Linked DNA regions of Danio rerio: regions 2 and 3 are each linked to region 1. Evidence: chromatin contacts called from public HiChIP or PLAC-seq and Micro-C data. All regions are on one chromosome and are shown on one strand. Each heading gives the region's core, a stretch centred on a gene start, on an enhancer-like site or on the middle of the called end of the contact. The rest is flanking DNA. Distances are from core to core; before and after follow the strand shown.

The links. A called contact is a pair of places that touch in the nucleus more often than the background predicts. HiChIP or PLAC-seq counts read pairs in DNA pulled down with a chosen protein or histone mark.
Region 2: a contact with region 1 is called in an H3K4me3 HiChIP or PLAC-seq map of embryo, with 5 times the contacts expected there. The contact joins the promoter of si:dkey-43k4.5 here to the promoter of si:dkey-19e4.5 in region 1.
Region 3: a Micro-C map of caudal fin shows a contact between it and region 1, with 7 times the contacts expected there. The contact joins the promoter of mtmr14 here to the promoter of si:dkey-19e4.5 in region 1. A contact is called at or near these places in 2 of 18 Hi-C or Micro-C datasets (caudal fin and hematopoietic stem cells) and 2 of 4 datasets of contacts at active chromatin or transcription factors (embryo and gastrula embryo).

What each region holds. Positions count from the first base shown.
Region 1 is chr6:20,328,267-20,332,749 of GRCz12tu, reverse strand. si:dkey-19e4.5 reads left to right here and starts at 2,122. Exons shown (of 7, transcript NM_001326571.1): 1 at 2,122-2,378; 2 at 2,816-2,898; 3 at 3,418-3,489; 4 at 4,382-4,456. The coding sequence starts at 2,818. plxnb1b (plexin b1b) reads left to right here. Exons shown (of 39, transcript XR_012407913.1): 39 at 1-148.
Region 2 is chr6:20,119,191-20,123,673 of GRCz12tu, reverse strand. It overlaps si:dkey-43k4.5, which reads left to right and starts at 1,975. Exons shown (of 3, transcript XM_073954023.1): 1 at 1,975-2,183.
Region 3 is chr6:20,167,471-20,171,953 of GRCz12tu, reverse strand. It overlaps mtmr14 (myotubularin related protein 14), which reads left to right and starts at 2,200. Exons shown (of 19, transcript XM_009302320.5): 1 at 2,200-2,905. The coding sequence starts at 2,816.

The sequences.
Region 1 (4,483 bases), core at 873-3,372:
TATGTGTATTGTGAAAACTTACATTTAAGGTCCGGTGTCTTTTTCATAACATCACATGAACTAAAGTGGCATTGTGTTGGGCATTCAAAGTCAACATTATGCATCAGTTTAATAAATAGGATAAATAAAGTTTACATCTGGAAAGCTCTGTCAGTCTCTGTTGTTGTTGGTGGTTAAAACACTTTGGGTTGTTTACTGTGATTGGGTGTACATTATATTGTGACTGGGTGTGCAGGAACTGAAAATAATATATTTTTAGACAACAAGAAGTTGAATAATGTAATAAACCTTTTTGTCTTTCTTCTGAGGAATAATTATAATAATATTATATTTTTTAGTCCAAACACTCATATAATGTAGCAGTGTTGTGAGCCCTAATATTTTTGGCTTTTACCAATTAATCTTATTATTATCCTTGTTATTATTTACATTATGCAAGAAAGAACATTTACAAAGATACAATATGAACGAGACAAAAAGGGTTAAACAAGTTTAAATGATTTACACCAAGAAAGCGTTTTACATGCAACATCATTGTTAGTCTTTTAAGGAGTTCACAAATAAATCGAAGTCCTTCCTGAAAGAAAGGGTGTTTCTTTAAAAATGTACATTTGTGGATGTAAAAATGAGCTAGAAAAGATAATAAATTAATAATAAATTTACAATGAGAAGGATTCATTCAGAGTTCAGAGAGTAACCAAAGAATACATTTTTGTGGGAAATACAAACGTTTGGAAATAATTCTTTTTATGAAACTGAAAAAGTCAACCCAAAACACTTTACAGTAGGCTCAATACATTAACATGATCTTTTTACTTTTTTATTGCTGAAACCAGGAACATAAATACATACATAACAGTAAATGAAACCAAAATTACAGTATTAATCAACAAATGGCATTGACAAAAAGTACAGTACAGTATGAAACAATGGAAAAATATAACATTTGAGATAAAGAGAAGAGAGAAAAGGAAAAAAAAAAAACATTTTTTTTTTTTGCAAATGCAAGGTTTAATTTAAGGTTACTCATACAAAGATCCTAAAAGCATTTGTGAATTTGCATTTGTGAATGTAAAATTTACTCAAGAAAATAATCAAATTGATTAAAAACACATTATTTTCTTTTGTGGGGTCCGAGTTAAAAAAAACCCAAAATAATAATTTTCATTTGTGTAGAAAATTCAGGTAGATACTTCACCTTAATAAAGAAATCTATATTATTCCAAAACTCTTGATTGTAATGACATGACCATAAGTACCTCCGTTTCATCAGCATTCACACAAAAGGAACAGCACTACTCAGTGTCAACTCTAAACTTTCGTATAAATACATTAATCTGATCTTTTTTTTTAACAGTAAGTTATTACAAAATGAAACATTATGAACTAGGAACATACCAGATGCCAGAGGGATAAAACAGTAAAGAAGAAGAAAAATACAATAAGTTAAACAAGAAATACATATAAAGTAAAGCTTAAAATAAAAATACAATATTAAGAGTGTAAGTATTTCTAAACGAAGTACCGCTGTTACAGGGGCATTTTAAATAGGGCATGACCAGATAGTGTTTCCGACCAGATAATGATTCCTAGCCTTAGTGTTTCCTGAACCAGAAAGTATTTCAAAGTACAGTTTCAATTATTTTATGAATATCTTAAAAACCGGTTTATTATTGGAGAATTTGTATTTATGGATGTGACATTTAGCAAGTAAAAGTAAAATATTTATAAAGTAGACATTTATCTGATCTATTTATTTATTTATTTTTTTTTTTTAAATTGAACAACAAATATACAATTTTAACATGACATCCAAAATTCAAAAGTCATTAATCTGATCTAACAGAGAAAAAAATCCTCTTAATGACGGCATGGTGACGTACCTTTGACCTTACGCGTTTCCGCCATGTTTGTAGTTTTTTTTATTATTTGTTTACGCCATCCACTTGGTAGGGAATCGAATAATGAAAAAGGGAATCTTAATCAAACGCGAGGACAATTTAAGATACATTGTGTGGATGACTACAATGTAGGTGAAGCCTATACAATTTTTTAGAATGTTTCAAAGGACAAAAACAACTATTCGGTGTCCATTTCTTTGTAGCGTTTCCTACGTTAACCCGGAAATGAAACCAACCAACGTGACCTATGAACTCTGTGTATACGGTAATGTGTAAATCACGTTTGCGTGCAAAGCCATTGTTGCAGCAAAGTGCTTAAAAATAAGCAGCATTTAATGGGAATAAACTGTTTAATATAACCGCGTATCACAAATGACTCTATGCCAACCTGAGGGTAAGAAGACGAAACAATCGCTCGATAAGAAGCTCACAGTCTCACTGGCTGATAATCGCTCGTTCACTAGTGCAGTAAAGCAGGTAAGAGACGTGCTCTTTACCACTCTAAACTACAGAACACGAGTGTCTTGAACTGCTTTTTATGTTGGATTCTTAAAAATTCACAGAATTAGCGGCAATGCTAACGTTAGCATAACAAAATCTGGCGTAAACTTGGACAGCGTGCAATGGAAACCTTAACATATTTACGTTAACGCGTCTTCTGTTGCATTTATACGAATCTGGAGGCGTGGGCAGTGAAACACACTGTGTTCATTCTTTTCAAACCAAACGCCCCAGTTTCATTCAATCTATAGCATATCTCCACATGAACTAGCGTCAGTGATCTGCCTGTAATCCGAACACTGACGTTACATCCAGGAATAATGCTAACTTCAACTAGAATTTGACAAGAAATCTATTTGAAAACCGTGACATATGGCAGTAAGGAGTGTAAAATGTATATGTTTGTATTTTAGAAATGGAGTCCCAGCAGGAAGTGAACCCTGTATTCCTGCAGCAGCTCAGAGAGTTGGACATTCCCGAGGAAGCAGCCAAGCAGGTGGACTTCACACCTTTACAAATTACACCTAACTCATTAATTTGACGAGGATTGTATTGACTAAAGTGCTTGCTTTAATTTGTCAATGTCAAAATATGCACCCGTTTTAAGTGTCAGAGCATTATGTGTCCTGGACATTTTGTATTTGCAGAACCGTGCACTAATAAAAGTTGTTGAATGATATTATTGAGGTTAAATTTGGTTTTATATTCACACATTTGGACTTTCTCTTTAGTGCTATATTTTCTGAAAAGTATTCATTGCAAATTCTAAATAGGGAAATCATAAGATGATCAAAGTATAACATGGTTCACAGTCAGTTAAATAGTGCTGATGTTGTTTTGAAGTCATGCAATTTCTGACTGAATATCCAAAGTAGCGTGGTAAACAATATAGGGACTTTGTCATAGGTTGTCACTGAACAAATGTGTGAATATAAAACCAACTTTACCCTAGTTAATATGTTTGGTGCCTTGTAATGACATGTCTTTGGAATTGTTTTTTGGCGTTTTCTTACAGGCACTCTTACACACACAGAATGTGTCTGCAGAGGAGGCCGCAATGTATTACTTTAACAAACTAGAGAATGAGGTAAATCCATTGTTTAAACCAGTTGAACACTGATTTGTCCACAGCGCTCCACAAATAACTGTTTGAATAATTGTCAAATAGTTGCCTTATTCATTGGGATCAATAACAATCATTTAATCATTCTGTTAGAAAATACTTTGTCATTTGAAGAAACAGATTCTTTTTAATTCTCCACATTTAAAACTAGCTCACGATTTTAAGATTTGATGTTTGTGCTGTTTCTAGAACTCATTTGCTTAATAAAAGTGATTTAAAAATGTATTAATACCTGATGCGTCTATATCCTCAAACACTTTTTTATTTGAGGATATTTAATTATAAATAGTTCATGTTAATTTATTTGACTCAATGGTAACAGGCTAAAATTAAACTTTGAGTACAGTTACATGGACACTAATAATCTGATTTTAATACGATTAGGACAATACTCTTGATTAAGAGTCTTAAACAGTGATTTTTGGTTAATCTGATTAAGGTCATATTTGAACTAAACAGAAATTGAATTAAGACGTGGAGTATGCCAATTTTAGTTTTATTATTGAAGTGCAGTACATACATGTAAACACCTTAAACTATTACCGTTGTGTAGGATTTTCACAATTTCTGATTTTTGGACCTCAGACAGACAGACAGACACCCCCCCCCCCCAACCCCATAGAATGCGGTATCATTCGGTATATGTGGATAGCGTGGTGACGTAGTGATGCTAGTTAAATTACGTGCTTTAACATGTAAAACAAGATCATGAAAGGAACATTCAAAAAGCAACTCATGTAAACACCTTAATCATATCATTGCCTTATATAGATTAAGACTAAAAATTCAATTATTGATGTTCATTTAAACGTTGTCACAGTAAACGTTGATTTAATTTTGTTTGTTTTTATCACAGGAAGAGGGTGATGAGGACTTGATGTTCAAAATGGTGTTTGTTGTAAATATGGAGCTGTCCATGGGTGTTGGGAAGGTAAATAATATTTATGACACTTTTAAA
Region 2 (4,483 bases), core at 726-3,225, 210 kb after region 1:
CCTCCCAATCATCCCCATCTAATGAATTGGCTCTATCACTGTCTCTCCACTCCACCAATACCTGGTGTGTGGTGAACACACTGAAGCCGTTGTCTTGTGTCTGCCGTCGCATCATCCAAGTGGATGCTGCATACTGGTGGTGGTGTGAAGAGACTCCCCTCATGATCATGAAGCGCTTTGGGTGTATGGCCATACACGATAAATGCGCTATATAAATAAACATTACATTAAAGTCTGTTTGGTTGGATTGCACACCTGCTGAAAGGAACGTTAACTTTTGAGGATTGGATTGCAGTGTACAGGGACCAATAAGAACACACTATAAAAAATGCTGGGTTCCACACATATGACTTGTGTTGGGACAACATTAAGGGGATTGCATTAATTTATTAGTTCTTACAAATTCAGGTGGATTGAACATAAATCAATTAGTGTACCCTCAAAACACAAAAATGATAGTTTAAGTAGTTTGAACAAACAGTCAATGTTATTTTTTGTGTGATTCTTGATAATGGGTATTATCTGACAGGGTGAAAATTAGGCACATTGTTAGCTTTATAAGTAGGTGTCACAATCACCAGGGATCTAATCTTTACAGATTACTTGCAAACAAACAGATCACATAGGACTACAAATCTACTGGCATATGGACTACAAGATCCAGTCATGCAACACACATACATACCTGTTCCATTAATTACACTTCCACAGCTGATGCTGCTCATCGACTGTCTGATAACACACACATATATACGGCTCACTTTGGCAGTCTCATTGCTGAGTCTTGTAAACTGTACTGTTAGCATTACGACACATTTTCCATGCCTTGCCTTTTGTGTTTAATCCTTGCTTTGTTTCGTTTGTTTATTCCTGTCTGCTGCTTGCCTTTTGACCATTTTCCTGTTTATCGACCACTACTCTGTATTGCCTTTATACATCTATTTGCACCTGTGTTGACTGTTGCTTGTCGGACCATTCCCTGCTAATAAAACCTGCGTTTGGATCCACACTCCCTGTTTTCAGAGTCCCTTCACATTACAGAAGGACCCAATGGGATATTTTTTTTTTAAAACTTCAACCTAGACTTTTGTAGCACAAGAAGTTTAATCTGAATCAGATTTGAATTTGGAAATACCCAATTTTGCTATGCAGAATCAGGTACTTTTGTGCCAGTTTTTCTAAAGTAAAATGGGATTGGATCACCCTGATTTAGTTACACACTTTGGTATATGGATTACTAATGCTCTTAATGAGACCACATAAAACAGTTTGGCTGCTGTAAAAAAAACAAAGAAACACCATCTTGTATATATATATATATATATATATATATATATATATATATATATATATATATATATATATATATATATATATATATATATATATATATATATATATTTATATATATGCATTTTAAATCATAAAGTGGCAACATGTCCAACACTTAACTAAATTAAAAATGCAAATGTTTATGCTACATGATAGAAATTAATTTTGAAAAAAATGTATGTAAAGATTACTACAGATTATTATAAGATTATTAAAAGTTTTGTTTTTGATTCCCACTCTAGTTAGTATCAATAATTTATTTATTTAATCAAAAGAATGCCAATTTTTTTTGACAGTCAGAGGTGATTGGTGTCAAGATTGGATTTTGTGATCTAATCCGAATTCAGTAAACTCTTATTTAACCCTCACAATAAAAGGAAATCCGAGCATGACTAAAATAAATTGCAATAGACTATTTGGCTTATTTCAAAATTTAACCCATGATCTTACATTGAGAACATTGAAGAAAAAAAATAATTTCTTAGACCATTTTCTTCGTCTTTTCATAACTGATAATATTCGCAGGGTTTGTAAATACGTTCATCCACGAGTTGACGTTCCAATGAGCTGCACCATTTGGCTGCTATGGGTGTGTACTTTCCACCCGTGACTGAATAAATGCGCATCATTTCACATCCAACCACTAGAAGCGGAGGGAAGTGTGCGTCGGTCGACTGATGTTGAGCAGTTTGTTGAGAAGCAAAAATATAAACTGGTATCGGAACAATTAATAAATCAGGTGGGATTGTTGGAAGAGTGGATAGGTGATGGCATCTCACACAAACGACGAGAACAAACGAAAAATCACTTGAGAATAAAATAAGTGGAGAACAAACGCTGATATCTGTGCGGTAAGTTTGCTTTTAATTACTTTAGCCTACTCTAAAATGATTTGACGAAATAAAAACATATTTTAGTTATTACACTGCAAGATTTAATCAAGGGTAAAGAAAAGTGCAACGGCTATAAGTAATGACACCGTACAGGTTTAGGCAATTAATAAACATTTTGTGCAACCATGCTGGCAGGATTGCGTGTGAATGTGTGTGTTCAAACTGCGACGTCTTGTTGGAACGATACTTATTTTGCACGTATATAAATTACATGATTTTGACCACTTAATCAGTCCTTTAGACGGAGATTTATCTGTTGAAATTTGCCGTGTGCATGTGAATCATAATGTGATATGAGTAGGTATTAGGTTTGAAGAAAGCGTTTTTAGAAAATTCTCGCGGTTGTTCGCTCCCACAGTGAATGAAATATCACCCTAATGAAAAACAAAAATTAAAAACAGGCTGTTGAATAAATGATAATAACATTGTGAAACTTTAACAGTATACACAACGATAGAGAGGTCTCTTGAAGAATATAATCATGAGGGTTGTCGCATGATTCTAGAGAGTCTGTAAATCTATCTATCTATCTATCTATCTATCTATCTATCTATCTATCTATCTATCTATCTATCTATCTATCTATCTATCTATCTATCTATCTATCTATCTATCTATATTAAAAAAATGTGAAAAAAACTTTTACATCTCAAGTTGCTTATTTAAAACAACCCCTTTAGAACAGGTAAAGTAATCTTTTTCCCTTTTGCATTTTATACAATAATTTCCCACTCAAGTTTTCTTTACCTTAGTCCATGGTTTATCAGGGGCTGCCACAGCAGAATGAACCATTAATTATTTTGGTATACCGTATACGTTTTATAAGGCGAATGCCCTTCCGGCCCCAACCCTGCATTGAGTACATTAACTCATGAACCCCCAGTGCTGGGAAGCACCCATACACTTTCTCTTTTACACACAGATACACCACGTCCAATTTAGTTTATCCAATTCACCTATACTGCATGTCTTTGGACTGTGGGGAAAGCTGGAGCACCTGGAGGAGACCCACTCAAACACAGGGAGAACATGCAAACTCTACACAGAAATGCCTCCTGTCCAGGAACTAGTGGCCATATTGCTGAGAGGTGACAGTGCTAACCACTGAGCCACCGTGCCACCCCATAATGATGTCTTGGTGAAAAAAAAATGCTTATGGATTTATTGAGGTCATGTTTTGATCTATTATTGGTCTCAGTCTCACACAACCACGTGATGTGATTTTGCAGGTCTGAGTTCACCAAGCTTGAACATTGCTATGTAAAGACATGTGAAACTTGTTGCAAGAGCTTATGTTTCTGGTCTATTGCATTCGCATGCATATGAATAGAAGTCGGGGGTGAAAAGTGCAATGTGACCGCAGCTTAAGTGTGTTAAAGAAGGTTTTTAACTAAACTATGCAGGAACTGAATTTGAAACCCCTGCTCTATAATCAATTGGCCAGAAGTTTTTAAACAAAATGTACAATATACATAATGGCTGTAATTCATCAGGAGTTCACTGAAGTACTAGCGAGCTCTCTTTTGCTCTCATCAAAGTAAAGCAGACCGTGATTACCTCTCATTTCTGTTTTTGTTCTTCATTCTTTGTCAAACTTATCCTCAGATCTATCTCATCTTCATAAAGTATTATGAATATCTGTTTAAAAATTATGCATTCTTTTGGCAGTTATGGCAATTTCCCTTCACAATGCCCCCTTTTAATATAAAAGTCATATTGAAAACATTTATGTGGTGAATTAATTTCTTCCTGATTATTTAAAATTGTCCTGTGCATTTTACTGTAACAATATATTGTTACAGCATCCTGATTTAATGCTATTTCTATACTAATATTTCAATTTAATAAATCACTGAAATGCGCAAACAATCTTCACAGGAATGCTTTAAAATGTAATGTCTAATTTTTCCATTTTTTAGTACTTCTATTAATTATTACTTTGCTGGGATATTTCCAGGTAAATACTGATTTTTGGAATTGACATAAAAAATATCAAGCAGTGGTCTATTTGATTAAATATTCTATTTAGATTATAATTTTATTTAAACCAATATTACTGTCATCGATCTTAATACTTAAATTAAAACTGATTTTATTTATATTATTTATAAATGACTGTCATTACAGGCCACAAGAAGCATCTAGTTTTGTCATACATACGCATGCTAGACATGATTTAAAGTTGTAAAGAGTTTACAGCTGAGGGAAAAGTGCCTTTCCAAACAAATGCAATGGTATACTGGTGCATAATGCATCTT
Region 3 (4,483 bases), core at 951-3,450, 160 kb after region 1:
TTATGGCCAATTTGCTTTATTTAGTTCAACTATAGCGCATAACTGTGGAGAAACTGGACCACCCAGAGGAAACCCAAGCAGACATGGGGAAAATATGCAAACTCCACACAGATAAGCCTCCTGGTTCAGCCAGTATTTGGACCAGTGACGTTCTTGCTGTGGGGCGACAGTGCTAACCACATACCCCCATGACACCTGCACATTTTGCTTTACAAAAACGTAGCTTAAACCAACAAATGTTCAAAAATTTATTTTTTTGAATCTGATAAGGGAGATTGTCTGGCAGTATCTAGAAAACACTTCAAAAATGTGTACCCTTTCCTGACTTTTAACTGCTAACAGCTATGTTTATAGTGTTCCTCTCTATTGTAATATAAAAAAAATAATAATTACTTTATTAGATAAAGACTCCAAGTGTGTTTTTATTGTTCAAATTTTATATCATTATAATAATAAGCAAATGGAATGGGAAATTACTGCTTTGTATCATTGTCCTGTGTGATGTTAAAAAACATACCAGGTGTCTTACTTCGGAGAAAAAATAATAAGAAGATTATAATTTATACAGGTGCAAATAAAGAACAAATAATATTTTACAGAAAATAATTATAAGTAAAATAATATACATATCTAAATCTTAAAATAACATAAATAAATAAAAAGCACCAGGGGATTTCCTGTAATTTATACTTTTCTATTAAAGATGGAAGATTTATTGCACTTTTTGTTTTTATTATCTTAAGAAATTTTTTTATCAGAAAAAAATCTCATTGTAAAAAGCACAAAACATTGGTTTCACCTTCAAATATTTTGATTTATGTAAGTAAAATTTTCCAAGCATAAGGATGTTGTTGATTAGAAAGGCATCTTCCTTACTGTCCATTACAGGTCCATAAATAATGTCATTCAAATTAAAGACCCTGAGGTGTGGAATCTTTGGGTAAAGCCAGTCATAAACATCCGACCAATCATAATGCATTCACAAACATACAGTGAAAAAACAAATGATCTGTTGTTTCAATATCATCACAAAGCATACATTTATTAGACTCAAATATAAATCAAATTTTTAAATATTAATTTGATGGATATATCCCACTTCAAATTTTAAATTGAACTTCTTTAGTTTTTGAAGACAGAGGAAACTTTAAATGTTTAGTTCTAAGTATGTGAATGGTATCTTTAGAGAATTTATTTGAAATTTTATTTCTATAAACTGCTAAAGGATATAAAATGTTGTTAAATAGATTTCTAATCTTTTAAAAAAAATTACATGCTTTAAAATCACAGCCTTTAACACAGGAATAACAATTGGGGTTACAAGGGTAGAATAAACTATTTCTTTAATTAGACAAACGCGATAGGAATGGCTTTAATAACAACAAGAGCAATCTTTTTTTATTATAATATTTTAACAGCACAAAATTATACATGCCAGGGGGTAATCAAATACGAATATACAAAATGTACATGTAATAATCCAATAAATAATGTTCATTTTAAACATTTTAAAGCGGGTAGGGCTTTCTTATTTAGTCTATAAATTCTTATTTAGTCTTTAATACTACTAATATAAGCATAATTCAGTCATCAATACCTTAAACTTTGGTGTCTTATTGGTAAATTTACATTTATGCATGTAAAATTTTGTTAGCAAAATAATAAATTAATTAAATAAAAACTAGTTTCCCCTTGACTACACAGTAGAGCCAAAAAGTACATTTTCACACCATGAGAGAGGTTTAGAACACTGTAATTTGTTATTAATTGTTTTTTTTTTTTTTTGCATCTCACTCCATAAGTTGACTGAGTATTCACAATGCCAAAATAAGTGTAAAGCAGTCTCCTCATATTCTTGACAAAAAAATACAATTCACATCAATTCCGATTTTAAATGTTTTAAAATAATGTTTTGCTGGATAAAATCTGTGGAGAAGTTTATAGAATATTTCTTTAATTTTATATATAACATGACATTTCTGTTGTAACAGCCACACTTTTCTCTTTGGAAAAGAGTCCGGATAGCCTTATTATTAACGTTAATCTTGGTATTTATAGTAAAACAGGTTTTGCGAACATACGATTTAGTAATATCAAAAGACGATGCAAGAGCGACCTATCGGGAATGAAATGACAACCGGTTCGGTGACGCTTGCGCTTGACGTACCTTTCAGGAAGTATGGATCACATGATCACGTCAGTTTCCTGTTTACTACTGGCCCTGGTTAAAGTTCCTTTGCTACATCAAACACGGCTAAATATCATTGCAGTATTACAAAAGCGCTCTTTCGTGTGCATTTTCGCACCACTGATCGTTCTGGCGTTGTAAGCAACATTGAAGGTATTGTCTTCACAACGATATCTAGACGTTTTAAAAACTTGAGGTCGAAAAGCGTGCGGGTTTCCTGTGATTGGTGACCGGGTGTTGAGTTCACTTCAGTGGGATGCGGGGTTTTGATGTGAGGGCAGCAAAAGAAGGGACACAGCAACGCGTGGTTTTCTTAATAAATGGACAAAACTCTTCGTTTTTTCTTTCTGATGAAATTACAGTGGTAAGAAACCTTGAAGTATTCCTCGTGTCGTTAAAGACAGTCGGCAACGGGCTATTTTGATCACCAGTGCTGTGGAGGGGCATCACCTTGCCAGGACCCTGAACTCGGGACGTGTTCCCGGCTCCGGCCCCGGTGCCTTAAAACGGGCTGTGAGGAAGAAGCTTGCCCTGAAAGGATGGCCTGGAGGATCCTCTCGGCATCAGGGAGCTGCGCTTTTTAAGGAAGGGCGGGTTCGGATCGAGCAGAAGGCGGGTGACGGCTCGATGATGATGGCTAGTAGGAGCGAGGAATTAACCGATCTGATTGATGTGTTCTCCAAGAGCCAGTACAGGGCGAAGGAGGTCACACCGGGGGTAAGGTTGAACACCGCAAACCTACGTCAGGTAGCTGTGAAATGGGCCAATGAGTGACGTGATAACAAAATATCAACAAATAAACACCTACCAGATTGTATTAAAGGCAAGCGTTGAAAAGCTAATGCGTTTTTAAAAATGCATTAACACAGTTAACTTGAATGTCATGTGGTGTAAGTAAAGCTAATTGCCTTTAATGCTTTGGCTTAATTTCTAAGTTAGAAGACTTTCTTTTTCTTAATTCATTGTTACAAAAGAAAATAAATTATATACAAAGACATTTAGAAAGCAAATAAAAGCAGCTCATGTGAATAGAGGTAAAGTTAGTTTTATATTCGCACATTCAGACTTTCCCCTTAATAATATAATTCCATAAAAGTGTTATTTGCAAACTCTAAATAGTGAAATCATATTAGCAGCCAATGACTATAAAAGTACAACATTGTTCATAGTCAAATAAACAGTGTTAATGTTGTTTTCAAGTCACACTTGCATGCTATTTCAGATCTAATATTCAAAGTAACATGGTAAACATTATAGAGACTTCTAAATGAACGAATGTATGAATATAAAACCAACTTTACCTCTATCTCATGTGACTGTACGGAACTTCCAAAGGGAAATACATTTCATGAGTCAGATGTTCACAGTCATGGATCAGATGGAGGAAAAAAAAAAGATTTTCTAACAATAAAAAATATGTATAATGTGAGAGGTGACATTATTGAATGTGGGCCAGGTTTTCAGGGTACCCTATTTGAACATTCACATGTGAACACTAGGCATGGGACGGTATAAGATTCTGACGGTCTGATAACCTTGGGAATAAATATCACGGTATTGAGATTACTGCTTTAAAAATGTTTTCTCTTTAAATATCTGGGTGAAAAACAACCCCTTTTTCCTCGTTGTAATATTTTGGTATTAAGTAAACATGTCAGGCTAAATAATTCGAATCAATTATTGACTTCTGCTGTCTTCATTTGTTTTAAAAACACTGATTTATTTAACAATTTAAAAGGGCACCTTTATATATCTTTTCTGCTGGAGATACTGCTGTCCTAAAACAAAAAAAACAAAAAATGCAATTAACAAAAATCATACTCATACCTTAGAGACTGTATAGCAGAAAAGTTTGATGGTTTTAAAACCTTGACTTTACTAAACCTTGAAAAGGGTTATCGTCCCATGCCTAGTGAGCACCATAGTTTTGGTGTTGTAGAATATTATATAAGCATCTTTTGTGTTAATGACATAATCGTCCTCATATTTTACATGTGGTGGTTGTGTAACTGGTTGCACAGTGATTTGTACACTTAAATGATTGTTGTGCTTTTCTGCTATGGTAAATACATTGACCTGTAGCAGTAGCGCTGGTATTTACTAAATAAATCAGGATGAAAGCATCTTAAACAGCTTTTCATCGTCCTACTTTTAAATATAGTTATACATTTAATCAGAATAGAATAATAATTGTAATGGAACTGTAAGGATTCCCATACCGCCAGTGGGCCATTCCAAAATTCACAAACAGGTGACTCTGCTTGGAACATCAGTTAAAGCATATTGAGGTAAAGG